2 separate regions of the Drosophila melanogaster genome follow, and region 2 is linked to region 1. The links are chromatin contacts, called in public Hi-C maps. All regions are on one chromosome and are shown on one strand. The core of a region is the stretch at or near the end of the contact, and the rest is flanking DNA. Distances in the headings are between cores, read along the strand shown.

Evidence for each region. A called contact is a pair of places that touch in the nucleus more often than the background predicts.
Region 2: a contact with region 1 is called in a Hi-C map of the Kc167 cell line, with 3 times the contacts expected there.

What each region holds. Positions count from the first base shown.
Region 1 is chr3R:16,223,357-16,227,969 of dm6, reverse strand. It overlaps tara (taranis), which reads right to left and starts at 2,319. Exons shown (of 2, transcript NM_080255.3): 1 at 1,531-2,319. The coding sequence starts at 1,554. lncRNA:CR45643 (long non-coding RNA:CR45643) reads right to left here and starts at 4,575. Exons shown (of 1, transcript NR_125181.1): 1 at 4,116-4,575.
Region 2 is chr3R:21,854,525-21,859,103 of dm6, reverse strand. glec (gliolectin) reads left to right here and starts at 2,838. Exons shown (of 2, transcript NM_079719.3): 1 at 2,838-3,704. The coding sequence starts at 3,185.

The DNA.
Region 1 (4,613 bases), core at 1,070-3,569:
CTTTTTAACAACAGACTTTTCCAAGGCTTGGCTAAATATACCTCATTTACCCGTTCTTTTACCTAAACACCTCAAATAAAAAATTGACATTACACATTTGTAACATTACCAAAAACCCATTAAAGAATGTGCACGTATGTACATACATATGCAAGCTTGATCACAAGTACAAACTATTAACTAAAAAGTTTGGGAATATTATTTTGTCTTAACATTTTTAAATAAATTGCTACCTGACAAATTCCTGGTAGCAAACATTTTTCTCAAAGCCGGCATATCTACATATCTTGCATCGAACACTTTGTCCAATTGTGGGTCAAGTTTATTTCAAAAATGTATTTCCTCTTCGGTTTTTATTTGTTTGCGGAACTTGGAAGTGAAGCCTGCAAAGAATCTTAAATGCCAATGCACTTTACATGCCCCGAACCAACCGCACCGCCCCATGCGATTGCCACCCCCTCGACGTGTATGACATTTTTGCCGTTTTTGTTTTGCTCGCCGGCTTCTACGCCTCTACCACCACAATCACCATCACGTCCGCACCACCCACCGCCCCCCTTTCATCATCCATCATCACAAAAACTTTCATTTAATTGCTGCAAGCGGTAGAAATAAAGAAAGAAAACAAAGAGGGAGAAAAAACCTTGATGTTGTTGGCTTTTGTTTACTTGGCTTCGATTGCGATGGGGGCTTGTCGGGAAAGACCCCAACTTGGGAATGGAAATCGTATCTGAATCGGAATCGGGCATCGAGAATCGGGGGATTCGAGGGAATCGAGCAAATGGCTAGCTGACGACGCGTGCTGTGCGTGCCTACTACAAATGCCCCACATGGATGTGCGTGCTGCTCCGCTGGAGGCACCCATCCTTGACCCCCCGATGCTCACCCCTCGTGGCGCCCCACGCCAATCCATTGAACATTTCCCGGCCGTAGCCAAATGACTTTTCAATTGGATTCGCCGGTAAACGGCAAAGGAAACAAGCGCATAAAGCGTAAATGCCGATAGAAGAAACTCAAGAATCAAAACAAAGATAGCGAATGCACCTCACATGTGTACTCAAATGCAATCATATCATACACCGCAATGAACCATACATATGTGATAAGAATGAAGCCAATAAATGTAGGGAAACTGAATGTTAATAATAAGGTGACACCATACAACCATATGATTGATAATCAAATCTAAAAACATTGGTATATTTCTAATATTTTTAGGAAATGTATATTTTCTTATAATTAGATTGCATAGCTTTAAATTACGAACGATCACTTTACATTTTAAAAATACCATTATTAGATATTATATGTCGTAAGTTCAGCTCAGATATCACATTATATGCTGGACCAAAATTGAAATAGTATTTTCTGATCAAAATTTGATCATTTCAATTTAGATTCAAGTGTAGTCCATCTAGAGCTAGAACAAACACGATGACAATAACCAATCGATGGCCAATATCATTGGACAAGATCAAGGTCGGTACTTATAGAGTGAGCCATAGTAAGGCCTTATCACGATCTACTCACATTGGATTCCGTCCACATTTTCATGGTTTCCTGCGAAGTCTTGAGGAGGTAATCTCGGCTGGCAATAATTTAAGTTTGGCGCCTTTTTCTGAGTCGCTGGTTGTTTTGGGTTCCGTGGTGTTCCTTAGCCCCAGCTCCACATGTTTGCGGGTTTGAGGGTGATGGGGAAGTCGATCGTCGGGCCAAGAACGATTCACTATATAACACACACAAAACACACACGCTCTGGCACAAACACACATGCAGACCGCTGGTCCGATGTTTTTGTTTTTGGCGCTGTTGTTCAACTGGGAAAAATGGGGAAAATCGCTGTGGAAAATTTACGTAGTTTTTGCTCGGGCTCTGTGGCTTTGGCCGAGCGCCTTTGGCGTCGTCGTCGCTGGTCGCTTGGCGTCTTGTTGTGCGAAGTGCAGAGTTCGTACTGAATGCTTTCGGCCTGGCCAACACACTCGACAGCCGGGTGGCCAGGGTTGCCGTCGCCGCGCCTGGAAAACTCTCTGCGCTTTGGCAACTCTGCCACATGCGCGCGTTGTTGTTGCCAGCTTTTCCGCCTCGAATTTTCGTATTTTCAGTTGCTCTGTGGAAAGCCACCAGGCTGGGACACAATCGGGCGAAAGCCATGGCTCCAATCCCAATACCAAAACTCAGACCCACAATGCTTTCAATGTACCATGCCTTCCGCCCTCTCTGCTTCGCCCCAGCTCCACGTTTTCATCATTTCCTGAACTATTTTAGTGGGCCCGACCAACAAACAAAGCCAACTCGCCTTGGCTCGGTTCAATTCGGATTGCTTCAGCTCAGCTCGTATGGGTTTTGCTTTGCTTTGGCCGCTTTGCTCGTTTTCATAAAGTCGATAATTGTGATTGGCGCCTAACGGTTTCTGCACGAAGCCAAGTACACAGATGTATCGATAATATTGGATCTTTGTTCATAATGGGGGATCGATATTTTTGTGCTGGAAATCGAACTTCTGCAGCTTGTGAAGAATTTACAACCATTCCTTTAACTTATACGCAACGTAAGCGCCTAACTAAACTTCCTCTTTTTGGCTTTGTAAATAAATAAAGATCTCCAACAGATTATTGACGATTTTGTAAGATGAAAACTGAATGCTACAAATATTTCCATATTTTTGTTTCTGCAAGGGTAACAGGGCGTGTATGATTGATATAGCGAAAATCATCTTATTAATGACTTTGGTAAGAGGCGGAACAGAAATACATTTTTCGGAGGATCGGTATACGTGTGGGTTTGGTAAATAAAATTGCAAAGTTTGTACAAACGATCCTAAATTACTAAGTCCTTAAAAGAAATCATAGAATTATCTAATATCTCTTATATATGTAGTTTTAAATGATGATCAAATAAATTTATTTCGAATCAGTTCAAAGACGATCCTAAGTGCTCATATCATCTTTTCTGATTGCAAAGGCTGGTGGCATAACGTCGCACCTGATATCGGCGACTTTTATCAGTTGACAGTGAGTCAGGTGCTCTGCGGAGCGAAGCGACCACAGTGCCGAACGACCTTTTGCTGACTGATAAAAGTGGGCGATTTGGGTGGCTAGGCTCTCTTTCCCCACACACAGTCACACTTACGAGAGCAATTCCCCACCCTCCGACCCCGCTGACTGCTGATTGCTTTGCTTGCTTCGCTGCACACACACACTCGCACACCCAGTGCTTAGGAGAGAGTTGGGTGGCTCTTTGTTTGGCCCACGCTCTCCCACAGTTACCAACCGTCATCCACCTCCCTCTTTTCCTCTCTCTCTCTCTCTATGTCATTTATGAGAGCCAGGCCGAACGAAGAGCCGAAGTTTCTGCTGCCAAGGCAAAAGCTAAAGCCGCACTTAAACAAGAATGGATAATAAAATGGTTAAAAATTCTGATAAAAATTGATCAGGTAGAAATATTCTAAGTTATATGAAACTTGTTCATAAATTTAGGACATTATGCAAACGCTTTTTTTTAGTTCATGAATAATTGGTTTAGCAAAAGTTTTTGTTGAGTGTAATGCCGGATTTCTAGTTCTGTCGTGGTCGCTGCTTTTGTCGCTGCCTCTGCTTCTGTCGCTGCCTCTGCTGGCGGAAAACTCCTGGTCCAAAGGCAGCCAAAACAACCGTCGACGGATGACGACGTTTTCCGACTAACAACGGACGCGCATTTTCCACCGTTTCGAGGCAAGAGCGCATTGAAATTTGTGCGACGCAGCGCAGCCTCGAAATTGGCAAAAGGGGTTTTTTTTTGTGGGGATTTGAAAGAGGGGACAGCGCCGTGGTAATGGGAGGCTAGCAGAAAGGGGAGTCGGTTAAAGCTTTAACGATGCTGGCCACTCTGGCGGCTGTGGCATTCATTGTTCGCCTTCGAGCGCCAATCGCTGAAAATGCCATTTTCACTGAAAACAAATATAATTTCTAGAAACTTCATAAAAAACTCCATGTATATTGCTGTAAATAGTATGGAAAACAAGAGCTTAAATCCTTAGCTCTACGTTTCTCAGGAAATTCTAAAGATGAATATAATATCTGTACAAACAATCCAAAAATATATGTTTTAAACATTTTTGTTTTATTTTAGAAATATTTAAAAGGCGTATTTCTATGTAATTATTTTCTCAATCATGCTTATGTTTAATAATAATGTGTTCCATTTAAGCAAATACATTTCCGTTTGAATGTTTGATCGCTCAGTGTGGTGATGTTGTTGCCGCTGTTATTCATCCACTTTGCGTATCCTTTGGCTGTGCTGCTGATTTGTGCGCAAAACTTTTACAACATCGCAGTGGCAGTGGCAGCGGCAGAAGCAGAAGCACCAGCAGGAACAGAGGAACAGAATCCAATGCGGCAACAACAGCAACAGCAACGGCCACACCAACTCGCAACTGGCAACCTATGGCTATGGCTATGGCTATGGCCATGGTATCAGCAACATTAACGAGTCTCAGCAGCGACAGCGTCACCGTCGACGAGCGCCGTTCTTGTCGCGTGGTTATTGCCGCCAGTTGCGGCTCTGCTTTGTCTACGAAAGGTCGAAGACGGAGTCTGTGGTCTGTCTCAGTCGAAGCTTCAGTCTAAGGGGACTCA
Region 2 (4,579 bases), core at 1,589-4,088, 5.6 Mb before region 1:
AATAGCGGGCTTGCTTCGACGATATACGGAAATAAATACATACATATGCATACATATATCAATACCGCAAATAAATTTCTAATCCCTGATTATGCTTGCTATCAAGACAGTTCAACGTAGCATTTGTCGACTAATTCGTAAACCCCATCCTCACTTTTTTATGACTCACTAAACCACAACGCACTGATTTCAACGAATTTAATTGTCTGCTTATATTCCATTGGAAATAACTAAGTTTGGCAAATCGAATTCTTTTAATTCTGAAGTTCAAAGTTTTTGGGCGCCATAATATATGCACAATTTGTGGCAGTGCAAACAAAGTATCTGCTAGATTTATTTCAAGCGACCGGATCTGCAGTTGTTGTTGCTGCCACGCGCGCCCATATTGCATATTGCACACACAGCAAGAACAAATGAAATGGAAAAGAAAACATCTGGCAGGGGGAGGAGAAAGCAGAAATGAGGGGACACAGCCCGGGCTACTACTTAATGAGTTCATTTATTAATTAGACGAACGTGACGTCAGCACGGACGGAAAACGACGAAAACCTCGGTGTATCTCAAACTCCCTGCGTTACGTTCCGACACTAAAACAGCAGTTAACCTTATGCGCAGCGCGTGCGACAGTTCCATTGATCGGTTGCGTTGGCTCCTGGGTTCATTCATTTCATTATCATTCAATGGTTTCTGACCTTTTGAGCCGGGGTTACATGGTACGTGGCCCATAAACTAATTTCTGCCAGCCAGTCGGCGGAAAACAGCTTGAGTTTTTCGCAGACAAGATGCGTGCGGCGGAAGTGACGACGGAAAAGTAGCCCATCAGTAGACCCAGACACGTACCCAGAAAACATCTGAAAGATACAAATATACGCGACGACATGCATTCGACAGTGAAAAATCAGCGCAGCTACGAGATATTAAAAAAAAAACAAAGCTGAATCGCAGTTGTTGAAATGGTAGAATGGAAATCTCTTTTGAAACTTTCACACATTTCCAACTGCATTGTTACCCTCTCGAGTGCCACGTCATTATGTGGATTTTTTGGCGCGAGGGTTGGTTTTTGCACAGACCTACTCTGACACGACCTGTGCCACCGATCCACCCGATCCGATCCGATCCTATCCCATCCCATCCCATCCGATCCTCAACCCCTCATTCACCTCGCGAGCAGGTAGTTGCCAATCCGAATTGGACATCGCGCCAAAAAATATATGAGGAAGGGATATCAATCTTCTATACAGTAATCTCCGGAAACGCGAAACTTTTACTAAGAGTTGCTGAGATTTATTTAGTTCGATACATGAAAGTAATAAGTGAATAATCTGCAGTAATATATCTAGGAATATATTCAATTGGTATCCCTTCTAGAAACAATACATTTGTTTGTAAAGCAGATACTACATATGAAGATGATAAGAAAGAAAAACATTTATTCATTCTGGCGAAAATTCTTATAAAAGCTTATAAAGCCAATACAGACACCATCTGTATCCCTTTGCGAGGGCCCACTGTACGCCTGAAAACAATAATAAATCGCAATCCTTTGGGCGCGTCCTTTGTCCGGGGCACTCTTTAAAATGACTAATCGGTCAAAGAGCCAGACGAAATGGGCCTGAAGACTCCTCCGATTCGAGGTAACACCAGCTGCGCCTCCTAACCAACCACCAGTGGAGTGGGGGCCAGTTTATCGGTTCGGCTGACTCAGCATTATTGAAATTGAAATGACTTGTGGTCCACATTATTTACTACTACCAATACCACTACTACAACCTACTACCTCTATTTCTATGCGGTTTTCACTTTCGTTTGTTCGAGATACGCTTGAATTGCCGCCGCAGGCGCGAAAGTTGTTTATGATTTTTTGTTGACTATTTTGAATTTTTCGTATTCCTGTCGCTGGCAATTTGTTCTAGCCACGTCTGGCCGCCAATTAGGCCGTTTAATGCCGCATGAAGCCCGACTCGACCTTGAGTTAGGGCCCAAAACGCGCTAACATATCAGTTAGTTAGCGTTTAGCTCAGTATTTGTGCGAGGTAAATAGCAACGAGCCAGCAGTCCCTAGCATAACTAATTGTATTTACACGGCCTATAATTGGCACACAAAAAACGGATTCACTTTCCGTAATTGTTACATGTAAATATCGTAAGTATAAGATGAGCAACTGCATTATTCTGAGCTAGGAATCTCTATTTGCATGGGATACATTTAATAGTGAGGTGTGGCATTGTGTTTGAGGTACTGCATGTTGGCATCTCAAATTGGGTGTTATGATGTCATCGATTTAATTTATAAACTACTTGGAATTCATCATATGTTTGCTTGCAATGCAATTCAGTTTGATGGCCAACCTTGAGTAAAAAAAAAAATACGAACTTGGAGATATGATATTTTTCTTAATTTTAAATTTCTAAAATTTCACTTCAATTCATTTGAACATCAAGGAAGTAAATGTAATTTATGACGTCATCTCAGTAGCCAGAGATGTTCCCTACTCGCGCCACCTCTCAAAACTGCTGCAGTTAAAAGTGCAATAGCGGTGCTAGGAAACAATTTTTATGGAAATAAACATATATTATAAGCATATTGAATATTATAGCTTCGATGTATAATTTTTGAAATATTTTCTAGATCACTTTCAAGTATGTTTTTCTGTGCATTTCACCCTAATGTTAATGATACCCAAATGTAAGAGAGCGTAAAAATGCTGAAGAGAGTCACGAAAGAGCGCAGAGTGACCGTTTCGGCGGGCCAAAAGCGAAAGTAAAGCGTTATCGATGCGGGAGCAACTGGTCACACTGCGCCATATAAGCTATATAACTTGCTGAATCCCTGGTCTCTGCGCGATTCAGTCTTTGACTCTCCACCAATTCGGTCGCTTGCGTTTGCTCCAGCTGCGTTCTTTTCGCTCTCTTTGGCTCGCGTGAAAGTCGTAAAGTTCAGCTAGCTCTCTACGATACAGAAAAAGAAACGCATACAACAAATTCGCCAGCGATAGAAAACCGATTTAAACTGCAATTGCAATGCCTAAAATGCGTACGTGAGTTTCGCGCAGTGATCGCTGTGAAAGTTCAAGTGAAAGCGGAAAGAAGAAACAAAGCGAGAATACTTCAAAAGCAATAAACCAAAAAGTGCAAAAATACCTAAAGTTTAAACAAAGAAAACAAGTTATACAAAACCATAGCCATGTTGTGTCCGCCAATGGCCCTGGGCCCATTTCTCGCCGCCCCCGTGCCACGCCCACCGCCCAGCGCATCGGAGAAGAAGAGAATCTGTCGGAACCTATTCAATAACGCTCCCGGGGACTCGAATATCGATCAGCTGTTGGCCCAGGAGCAGCACACGCAGAGATTATACGTTAAGGAACGCTACGGATATGACATCCAGCTGGAATCTAATCGGGATGCGGATGCGAATACGGATGCGGATGCTGATACGGATGCCCATTGTCAGGTCCTGCGCGGAATGCGGTATCCGACCTCAAGGACGATATCCAGCACCGATGCCGATGAGTGCAATCCAAAGGCAGTCAGCCAAGCGCCGAGGGGCATGGCCCTGACTCCCGCCCAGATCTCCGCCAGCGCAAAGCTGATCCTTCAGAAATGCCCGGAAAGCGATCGCAAAAAAAGCAACGGCAGTGCGGATTTGGCCAACTGCACGCGACATGGCCAAAAGCCATATGCGAGGCAGCCACAAGGCCTCAAAGGTAGGTTTTTTTTTTCCATGATTTGCATGTTTTTGTTTCACCTGAAACGCTGGGTGCTTGCTCAAAATATACGAATAATGATTACTCTTTGGTTCCAAGTTATTAAGTTTAATATACTTTCAAGTTATTGTTAAATTTTCCCAAAGAATCAGAGCAGAATCAGAATATAGTGAAATCTCTAAAATTAAAAAAGTCTCCTTCGAATTATCTCATACATTTCCTCGGTTTTTGTACGTATGTTCTATTTACTAAGATCCCATGTACTTCTTATATAGATGATCCAATAAGCAGACACCTGATTTTAGTTGCATTTTCCGTTGTTCCTTCCTCTTGCAGTCTCTGCTTTGTGCTCGTCCTTTGCCACAGTCGTCACCCTTATAAAATTCCTCCCCTTAGTTGAAAAAAAAAACCACCCTTATTTTCTGATTTTCCTAATTTCGTTTTTCCCCTTCTGCGTCGATTCTTATTGTCACTTCTTTCCTACCAGTTTTTATTCTCTTTATTTTGGCTAGTTTTTCCGATTCTTTGTTCGTTCATTCACGTGCGTAGGGATTTATCTCTTTGGTTACTCGAAAGTGAATTGGGATACATTTACATATCTGATGAATAACAGAAAACTCAAAAAAGTATTATTGTTTGGCCCCATTGCTTAATCGAATTCGAATAAATTTCTCTAATTTCAAATAATTTGAAATAATAAATGTATTCAAAATCATTGTATTATGAAATTTTAAAGATTCAGTACAAGTTTCTACGACTATTGCCTTAAGTTTTAGCAACAAGACAAGGGACTATTAATGCAGTCCATTGTTATCTAATAATAGATTTAAGATGAACGCTATTAAAAAAAACTTACCAGTTTGTTTATATTAAGC